Linked DNA regions of Zea mays: regions 1 and 3 are each linked to region 2. A link is a contact called in public Hi-C data. All regions are on one chromosome and are shown on one strand. Each heading gives the region's core, a stretch centred on a gene start, on an enhancer-like site or on the middle of the called end of the contact. The rest is flanking DNA. Distances are from core to core; before and after follow the strand shown. Region 1 holds the start of LOC100502086. Region 2 holds the start of LOC100304348. Region 3 holds the start of LOC542140 (oligopeptide transporter 3).

Region 1 (3,205 bases), core at 280-2,779, 250 kb after region 2:
AGAATGGTTGATAATAGTGGTTTGTCTCTAAAGTTGACATCCTGGCTAGTGTGTTACTGACAATTGAAAGGCTTTCGTAAAGTGGGTTGCTTGAACAAATTTGTTGAGCCAATTTTTCTAAGTTGCAGCTGGTCCTACGCAGGTTTTTGAGCAAAAATGCCTGTGATCCGAACGTGGTTTAGATTTGAATTGCTTTAGACCCGACAAAATTTTAGCAGGCTTTCACTGTGATTATTGTAGGAAGCTACAACTAATCGTCTTACTGATGCTTATTAGTGTTTCTCCTTGCCTCCCTTTTTTCCAGGAATTTTGCTTTTTCGGTAGCAGTTTTTATCCACGTGAACACTGACTACTGAGCAGGGCTGTTTCGCGTAATAATAACAATCCTGTAGCATCAAGCAGTCAAATAAACAAGTGAAGTGTTAAACGTCTCCCCGCTGTTCTGTTAACCATGATTGGATCAACGCATCATTGTGAATGTTTGATCACTCAACTAACTCAAGTTTTCATTCTCTCACTAGTATTTCTAAAAAAAGTCACTATAGTATTCGTGCTTGTTCACATCAAACTTTTTAAAGTTTTGATTAAGATTGTCGAAAATATAAAGAACATTTGCATCTCCAAATAAGCTTATTATAAAAATAGGTTCGTTGATATATGTATCGGCACTAGTTATATACAATAAACATTAACATTTTATTATATACATTTGATCAAAATTTAAAGAGTCTAACTCTTTGAAAACCGAGATAGACAGAGAGAGAGTATCCGATAACATGGTAGTATTAAACTTTACTCGTCTACATTTTCAGTTAAAATCTCGTTACATCAACAACAGTCTAGGCGATCAACAACAATAGACCGTTGAACCTAGGTGTCGTATAATCGTGGCAACCAAATAATAGCTATTGTTTTTTTCCTCTCATCATGATAAAGTTTTAGTGTTTACTTTCATCCAGTTCGTCCCCAGCCAATCAGCTATTAATTGGTGCCACACTGCCACGGCTAGCCTAGCCCTCTCTGTCTCTGTCTTTCTTACCTGACTCTGAGCTGTATTTGGTCCTTGTCATTTCTCTAAGCAACAGCTGCGTCTGTTGACAGGCAGGGTCCACCGATCCCGGGATTACCGGCCATGCGTCGCTAACCGCTGTATAAATAGCCGCCATAACCATAATCACACAGACACAGCTAATGAAAACGATAACACTACAGACTATAGCTCGGGTAAGTTTGTCTTTTTGGGTCCGCGGTCTTGTTACGACAGCCTATCGCTTGGGCCCACGCCCAGCCTGGACCCAAAAGTCGCCAACCAAAAAAAATCCAGGAAACTGGCACTGTAGCCGTCCGATCAACAAACGCACGGTGGAGAGATGGGCAAGCCACCTGGGCTGGGCCCCAACCGCCACAGCACAAGGCCAGGTCCACAGCACCTCCAGCTCGAACGAAGCCCCACCTCGGCAAGACGGCAACAGAGCATAAAGCAGCATTTCAAATCCGTCCTCACGTAGACGAGACCCGTGCGCCGCTCCCGCCCCCGTCTTCTTCCTTCCCCCGCCCGCGCCCGACCCCAGCAGGCAGGCAGGCAGGCGTCAGCCATGAGGGAGATCCTCCACATCCAGGGCGGGCAGTGCGGGAACCAGATCGGGGCCAAGTTCTGGGAGGTGATCTGCGACGAGCACGGGATCGACGCCACGGGCCGCTACGCGGGGGACTCGGACCTCCAGCTCGAGCGCGTCAACGTCTACTACAATGAGGCCAGCGGCGGCCGCTTCGTCCCGCGCGCCGTCCTCATGGACCTCGAGCCCGGGACCATGGACTCCCTGCGCTCCGGACCCTTCGGCCAGATCTTCCGCCCCGACAACTTCGTCTTCGGCCAGTCCGGCGCCGGAAACAACTGGGCCAAGGGGCACTACACCGAGGGCGCCGAGCTCATCGACTCCGTCCTCGACGTCGTCCGCAAGGAGGCAGAGAACTGCGACTGCCTCCAGGGTATTTTTTGTCATTTATTTGCTCCGCCCAACCCCATCTCTCGCGTTGTTGAATTCGTTGTTCAGTTAACCATGATTGTCTTATGCGCTGTTGAATTCGCCAAGTGGCACGTGTTATTGTTAAGCATTGGTTTCTAGACAGGTTGTTATGGTGGTACGTATATTGAAATTATTGCTTGTCGCTGTGGATTTAGCTTTTTTTTGTACCTAGCATGATGGAGGAGCAGCGATGGGTAATTTCCGTTACTGGTTAAGCAATCGTACAGTCTGCGTCGGATCACTTAAACATAAAAATATCATATCTGTTGTAATTATCGTGTTTGGTCTGTTTGCGGTCGTATTGGCGCTTTCATGATGAAACTCTGTAGTGGTTTGCTGGTCAATGGAGGAACTCTGTGGATGTTTTCTAGTCAATCAGTCTGTCTTCAACTCTTCATGTATATTGTACTCTCTACTCTTGTGTTGAACTCCTATACCTTTTTTCTGTGGCCTGAGTAGCTGAACTGACATCAACGGTTGGTAGGATGGATATTTTAGCTTGGAGTTCCACTCTGGCAGCCTTCAACTCATGTTTTTTTTAAAAATAAAATTAAATATTGTTTCATAGCTGGACCGAATTCTTTGGCCAACACCAGACAAAATGGAACCCATGGTGGATATAGCAGTGCCTAACTTTATATCTCTTGAAATTTAATTTCTATATGATAGTTGTGTTTTGTGCTATAAACTCTGATGTGTACCCGAGTGAAGTATTTGGTAGCATGTCAAGCTCAGCTCGTGGGCCACCAGAGCATGGTGGCGTATGATATGATGTGAAATTGACTGAATTCAAAATATCACTTAACAGTGGTAACATGGTTGCTGGTTGTTAACAAACTCTGACCACATAGGATGCATCGCAATTCTGATATCTTGGGACTTCAAGTGTTGCTGTATCTTTCCATCCCATGTGGCCTGATTATATATATTTTTCATGCTGGGAAATACTGTTTTTGTTTGTGGATAATTGAATGACTCGTTTGATTCACTTATAGGTTTTCAAGTTTGCCATTCCTTGGGAGGAGGCACTGGATCTGGCATGGGCACCCTTCTCATTTCCAAGATCAGGGAGGAGTACCCAGACAGAATGATGTTGACCTTCTCTGTATTCCCATCACCAAAGGTCTCAGACACTGTTGTGGAGCCTTACAATGCTACACTTTCTGTTCACCAACTCG
Region 2 (3,062 bases), core at 150-2,649:
AAATGTTATTTTAACAAATTAGAATTTTTAATTAATTTTAGTCTAAAAATAAATAGAAATGAACTCGATCTGGATTTAGCTCGTGCACACACGCAAAAGCACGCAGTGACGCAGGAGAAAAAAAGCACTGCGTCATGAACAGTGTTCTATTTGTTCATTTGTTATCGATCGGCCTCTCAATCAATCAATAATACTAAATAGGAGTACATCGTTTGGACAGAAGCTTGAGGTTTCAGCATTTCCTGCTCCAGTTACACAAAAAAGATTAGGAGAGAGATGAAAAACCTAAGCACAATCACTGACCCCTTTCGCTTCTCCATCCCAAGCTGCAGCTGCTGGCGTGGTCCATGCTCGAGACAATGGCGTAGCAGTACAATGATGCAACCCGCACGTGCCAGTTTCGCACGTGTCCATTCAGAATAAGTGCACTTGCACGATGCCGAAGGCTGCTGCTCCTTTTGCCATGCATGCTGCGCTGACTGGCAGTTGGAGGAGACTCCAAGAACAGATGGAGTAATCGTGGGTAGTTTAGTAGCGACCGAGTGCTCACTATTTACGCCAGAACGCGCATCTATTGGTAGCGCCTGGACGAGGAGCTGGAGTTGGAGGAGACGCTGCGCCAGAAGCCGGCGCCGTAGAAGTGCGAGCTCATGATCTCGCGCTCCAGCTCCGCCGCCGCCGCCGACTCCACCTCGCCGCGCGCCTCCTCGTCGATGTCTAGCGTCGCCGCTCCGATCATCGCCTTGCCGCTGCTTCCCGAAGGCGACGCGGGCGCCGGCCTCTTCCGGTTGGCTCCGGCACCTCCGTGGCCGCGGCGGCGCCGGCGCCTCCTCCTCACCCGCCGCATGACGCCCGCGGGGAGCCGGACGGTGACGAGCAGCAGCACGTCGAGCAGCGCCAGCGGGCAGCAGCAGCACACCGCCGCGCAGTTCGCCGCCGCCTGCCCCGCGCCCTCCCCGCACCCCGGCTGGGGCTCATGCTCGTCCTCGCCGTCGCCGTCGCCGTCGCCGTGCCAGTGCTCGCGCATGCGCCCCGCTCCCCTTCCCGATCGCGAGCCCGCCGCCGATTCTTTCCTGGAGCCCTTGGCGCTCCCCGCACAGGTTGCCGCCGGCTGCGTGCGTCAACACCCAGCCAAGATTTCTTTTAAAAGGAAGATACCCTGCTTTGTGCTCTCGGACGGAGTGGTATTTAGAGAGGGAGGTGTGTATTGGTTGGTGGAGGTGGAGCAGGGAGAGAGAGAGGGGGAGGGAGAGGACGAGGATAGAGGCGGCGATGGCGTGCGTGGCGTCGGCTTCCTTTTCTTTCTCGCGGTCGCGGCTGCTCCGCGCCTCCCCGCCGGGAAAGAGAGGGGAAAAAAAATCAATCCCCAATTTTCCTCCGCCCGTGACGTATTTATCGCTCCCGTTCGCCGGATGGTGACCGCAAGACTGCAAAACACACGAAACATTTATGCACAAATTTGTCAAGACGCGGCGGGTTTTGTGACGTGGGAACGCGGGCGACGCCACGCGGGACGCGATGGAGACAGCCGAAGGAGCCGTCGCGTGCCCACCGCGGACGGGTGGAGTCCGAGTCGGCCGCGCGCTGGCTCCGGCTCAGCACGAGCGCACGCGGCCTGGTGATTCTGATGATGGACGACGTCGAATCGCGAATCTGACGGTGACGGCCGCACGCTTTGCCGCTAAGCGCTCGTTGTTCGGAAGTTGGTATCCGTCTTGTTTCGTGCGTGGTTTACTAATTTTCATTGATTGGGTCAAACGGCGTTGGTTGTGGTCCACGGTGTAGAGCTGGGGAGGCTACAGGGTTGCGCCACTTGGTTGTCGCGCTTAAGATAATGGCAAATGCCAGCTGGACATCGCTGTTTGTTCTTCCTCTTCTTCGGCTGCTGACCATAGAGGCGTTTGGAGGAACGGGAGAAAGGACAAGGATCAAAATAAGCAACGGGACAAGAGCCGATGAAGCTTCCAGAGGAGTCCATACTGCGCAAACAGAAAATCAGTCGAATGAAAAAACAACAGACCACAGAATCCAGGGGGTCCCCCTACAAACCTGGCACACCTGTTTACAGTACAGCAGCAGAACACGGAAACTCTTCAGCAGGTAAAATTCAAGATCAGCCCGAAAATTTCTACAAGAAACTGGAGTGCAGCATTTGTGCACTTATAGCATAAATAAAATAAGACACCTGGCTCAGATTAAGTTGTGATACAAGTCCACCCACTGGTTGCTAGTTGCTACCAGTCTCTGGAGAGTTACAGAAGCAAAAGGTCAAGCCTAAGTCGGATCAGTTTCTCCGCTCCATCTTGAAGTGTACACCAGAGGAGAAATCGGATCCGGAACAGTGGCTTGCAGGACCTGTTGTTTTGACTCGAAGCAAGACCACCAGAAGAAGGTAGCTGATCCACGGAAAAAAGAATCAGCAGATTCGGCTTCAGATAGCTTCCAACTAATGAAGCAAATTCCGCAGCTTCCCATCTCTGATGTCTTGCTACTACGTACTAAGGATCTGAACAGCAGAAGCCAAGACAGACTAGCCTGTCACTCGTCGCATCTTTATAAGGGACCTGAAACTAGCTGCGCAGGTTCATGAATTAGCTTGGTTGTCGAGAATCAAAAGCTGCTTAGCTTCATCGACATGAATCCGGACGGCCTCAAGGTCTGCTGCCACCTTTTCACCAACGGGCAGCGTGGGTTCATCCAGACTGCAAGCGGTTAGGCTTCTTCTATCTTGCAGAAGCTCACCCAGCTCCCGGATCGCTTGGTTCAGCTTCGACTGAAGTTTATCCATGTCCCTGGCTTGATACTGCAAGGACTCACTGCACACCTTGATCTCTTCCTCCTTCAAGTTGACTTGGAAAACACAGTCTTGGTAATCGACCAGCAATGCCTCCAGATCCTTTGCGCTACCCTCCCAAATCTCTGCTAAAGTGTTGTCACGGACAAACTTCTCAATGTCAGTTTCCAGTATGGAGATGCAGGAATCCTCTATTTCTGCTTCAAGGACTCCAATCTCACGATCAATATAATCACACTCATTCATGCTTCTTATTTCCTTATGTACC
Region 3 (3,091 bases), core at 289-2,788, 140 kb before region 2:
TTTTTTTAGTTACAAATGGATTTCTTCTTATTGAAATATCTCACGCGAGACTTTCGTACCTTTTTTTTTGTAAGAAAAAAGCAAAGGACGCCGGAGACCGGTGCTGACTGACTGCTGAACTCCAGTATCTGAATTTGGCCTCATCAGGAAACTGTGACATGCTGCAGCATTCGTCACTCCACGTGCTCGGCTAGGAATTTAATCGATCCCCATGTCAAAAGGCAAAAAGTGATCGGCACGGGCGGTCAGGTCTTCCGCGGCCGCGGGGCACGCATGGCAGTCTGCTGTCTGCCACTCTGCCGGCGGCAACTGGCCCTGTCTGTTGTACGCACAGGCAGGCAGACCGCAGATCCGAGCAGATCAGGCAGCCGTCTGGGCAGAACAGGCACGACGCACGGCCACCACCCATCTGTCCTCGCAGAACCGGATGCCCTTCTTCTCCGCATCACCCACTTGTGCCTCGGCCCTCCGCCTCTCCGCAGGCGGGGCAGGGTTCTGCATTGCCCATGCGCCTCGCCGCCACACCACTTGCTCGTTTTCAGCGGTCCAGTCCCTTCCCCTCCCCGCCGCCGGCGACATCGCTGCACTGGAGTACAAAATCCTTCTACCGGTTGCGCGTGGATGGATGACGAATATGTGCGTGACAGGGAGGTTTGCTGGTCGCCTATTGCTTTTTTAAGCAAAACGCCGGATGGGGAATATATGAGCAAACCAGCCCGGCACTCGACACCGTGAAGGCGGCACCCGGATTCTCTCGTCTGAGGTCGTCCAAGGTTCCCTCTCCGGTTTTTCTATCCAACAACCAACAAACCGTTGCTTGATGTCATGCGTCCTAGTCTAGTAGGTGTTCAGCAAATACTAATATTATTATATGTCTGTAGCCCGGCACGACAGCATACGAACAAGCTAATTAAACAAGTCACAAAGCTAGCAAGCACTACAAGGGTAGGAATCGCGGCGGCCATGCACTTGCAGTGGCAGTACATAGCGCTCTGGTCAGCTCTGCAAGGAAGCCACACACACACACACAATGACACAATTCGTCAAGTCCTGCGGTGCAAGTGCAATGCACATCAGAAGGGCCAGAGGGGCCCCCCTCTGGATGAAATCAGCTTTGCACATTGCAGGGAGAGGGTTAAAAGGCGGGCACTGCACGGCAGCCTGCAGATGAGGGAGGCTGCTTTCCAAAGCACGATCGATTTGGCGCCAATCACCGGTTAAAGCGGTGAGCCGCGCGCGATTAGATAAAAATCATGTGCCCCGGCGCGCCGCGCGCGTGCCCCCGCGCGCCTGGGGTGACGCCGGCGCGTGCCCCGCGGGGTGCGTGGTGCCCAGGTGGCCGCCCCCTCGCCCGCCCGATCCCACCCGTGGACGCCCACGATGCGGTTTCCCCCAGAGCCCTCGGCACGGCACGGCACGTACGCCGCCCCGAGCTCCACGGGAATGCACACCGGCGCCCGGGCCCGTACGAGGTGGAGGGGTGCCGTGGTGCACGAGGCCACGAGCACCGCTCCGGGGCCGGGAGTGCCAGCCAACGGAATATAAATAGGGGCGAGCAGGGGTTCAAGCGCTACCATCCAGGAGCCGAGAATCTCTAAAAGGCGCCGCTCCCGTCCACGGCGCGGCGGGCAGCAGCGAAGCGTCGGTTTCAGAGGCCGGCGGGCCGGTCGAGTCGGTGGAGGGAGGGTGGGTAGATAGATAGCTAGCTACTAGCGGGTAGCGGAGAGGGTCCAGTCAGTGGGCGGGAGGAGCGAGGGGCCGGGACCGGGACGATGGCGTCGCGGAAGTCGCCGGTGGCGGCGGAGGAGCGGGCGGGGACGGGGACGGGGGAGGGGAAGGGGGAGCGGTGCGCGGTGGAGGAGGTGGCGCTGGTGGTGCCGGAGACGGACGACCCGTCGATGCCCGTGATGACATTCCGGGCGTGGGCGCTGGGGCTCGGCTCCTGCGTCGTCCTCATCTTCCTCAACACCTTCTTCACGTACCGCACCCAGCCGCTCACCATCTCGGGGATCCTGGCGCAGATCCTCGTGCTCCCCGCCGGCCGCTTCCTGGCCGCCGTGCTGCCCGACCGCGAGGTCAGGATCCTCGGCGGCAGGCTCGGCAGCTTCAACCTCAACCCGGGGCCCTTCAACGTCAAGGAGCACGTCATCATCACCATCTTCGCCAACTGCGGCGTCTCCTACGGCGGCGGCGACGCTTACTCCATCGGCGCCATCACCGTCATGAAGGCCTACTACAAGCAGACGCTCAGCTTCGCATGCGCCCTCCTCATCGTCCTCACCACACAGGTACCTCCGTCGGTCCGTCCTACTACGTGCTAGTTACTACTGCTTAAAATAACCAGGGGTACAGCAGCTCAAATTATATTGTTTTCGTTCGTTTCTTCAGTTCTGCTGCTGATCACGGATTCTAGTATCAAAAAATATAAATTCAAATGGTTTAAAAAATATTTTTAATCTAAATAATAAATAAAATGACGTATCTAAATGCCTTCTAAAAGTTTATAACTTTATCTTCATGATCTTTTAGAGCGCTTAATAACCTGCTCTACGAATTAAACCAATTTTTTTTAAAGCCTGAGCAGTCTCAATGATGAACTAAATGCTGTTAACCTGTTACCAGGCACTAGCACTTAGAATTGACCCGTCTCTAATCTATATGTGTCGTCATTTCATATTCACGTCTTTGGCACGCGAATGTAACGTGCACACTTGGTCTAGAAGACTAGAATCAAAAGTGCGGCTGATAAGCATATGCATCCTCCTCATCAAGATGCGCAGAGCAGTCTATATCGTATTTGTTCCCTGGTTACCACCAATCATGGCCCCCGGGGAAGAAAGCTGAAAAGGAGGTCTGAAAAGTCTCACGCCGATGTCACGATGAGACCATGCATGTATGTACTCGTGCTAGGACGGCCGACAAATAATTGGCAGGATTTTGTTTGTTTGCACGCACATGCGTCTTCAACATTTCGTAGTGGGGGTGGGGAGCTTCAGAATCCCTGTCTGGTTGCTGGCTCTAGCCTCTAGCTGAGAAAACATTTTTTATGAAGAAATATAAGTTGAAACAAACATTCTTTGTGGAGGAATGT

Evidence for each region. Hi-C and Micro-C count contacts between places; a contact is called where the count stands out from the background.
Region 1: a Hi-C map of ear shows a contact between it and region 2, with 5 times the contacts expected there. The contact joins the promoter of LOC100502086 here to the promoter of LOC100304348 in region 2. A contact is called at or near these places in 10 of 25 Hi-C or Micro-C datasets (bundle sheath, ear, endosperm and 4 more).
Region 3: a contact with region 2 is called in a Hi-C map of tassel, with 2.9 times the contacts expected there. The contact joins the promoter of LOC542140 here to the promoter of LOC100304348 in region 2. A contact is called at or near these places in 5 of 25 Hi-C or Micro-C datasets (ear, endosperm, leaf and 1 more).

The regions. Positions count from the first base shown.
Region 1 is chr1:283,083,373-283,086,577 of Zm-B73-REFERENCE-NAM-5.0, reverse strand. It overlaps LOC100502086, which reads left to right and starts at 1,529. Exons shown (of 3, transcript NM_001175446.2): 1 at 1,529-1,989; 2 at 3,023-3,205. The coding sequence starts at 1,596. LOC103644011 (inosine-5'-monophosphate dehydrogenase) reads left to right here. Exons shown (of 4, transcript NM_001353088.1): 4 at 1-34.
Region 2 is chr1:283,333,993-283,337,054 of Zm-B73-REFERENCE-NAM-5.0, reverse strand. It overlaps LOC100304348, which reads right to left and starts at 1,399. Exons shown (of 1, transcript NM_001165786.1): 1 at 215-1,399. The coding sequence starts at 1,027. The coding sequence ends at 572. It overlaps LOC103644012 (kinesin-like protein KIN-12G), which reads right to left. Exons shown (of 21, transcript NM_001351696.1): 21 at 2,132-3,062. The coding sequence ends at 2,585.
Region 3 is chr1:283,476,632-283,479,722 of Zm-B73-REFERENCE-NAM-5.0, reverse strand. LOC542140 (oligopeptide transporter 3) reads left to right here and starts at 1,538. Exons shown (of 6, transcript NM_001305852.1): 1 at 1,538-2,288. The coding sequence starts at 1,773.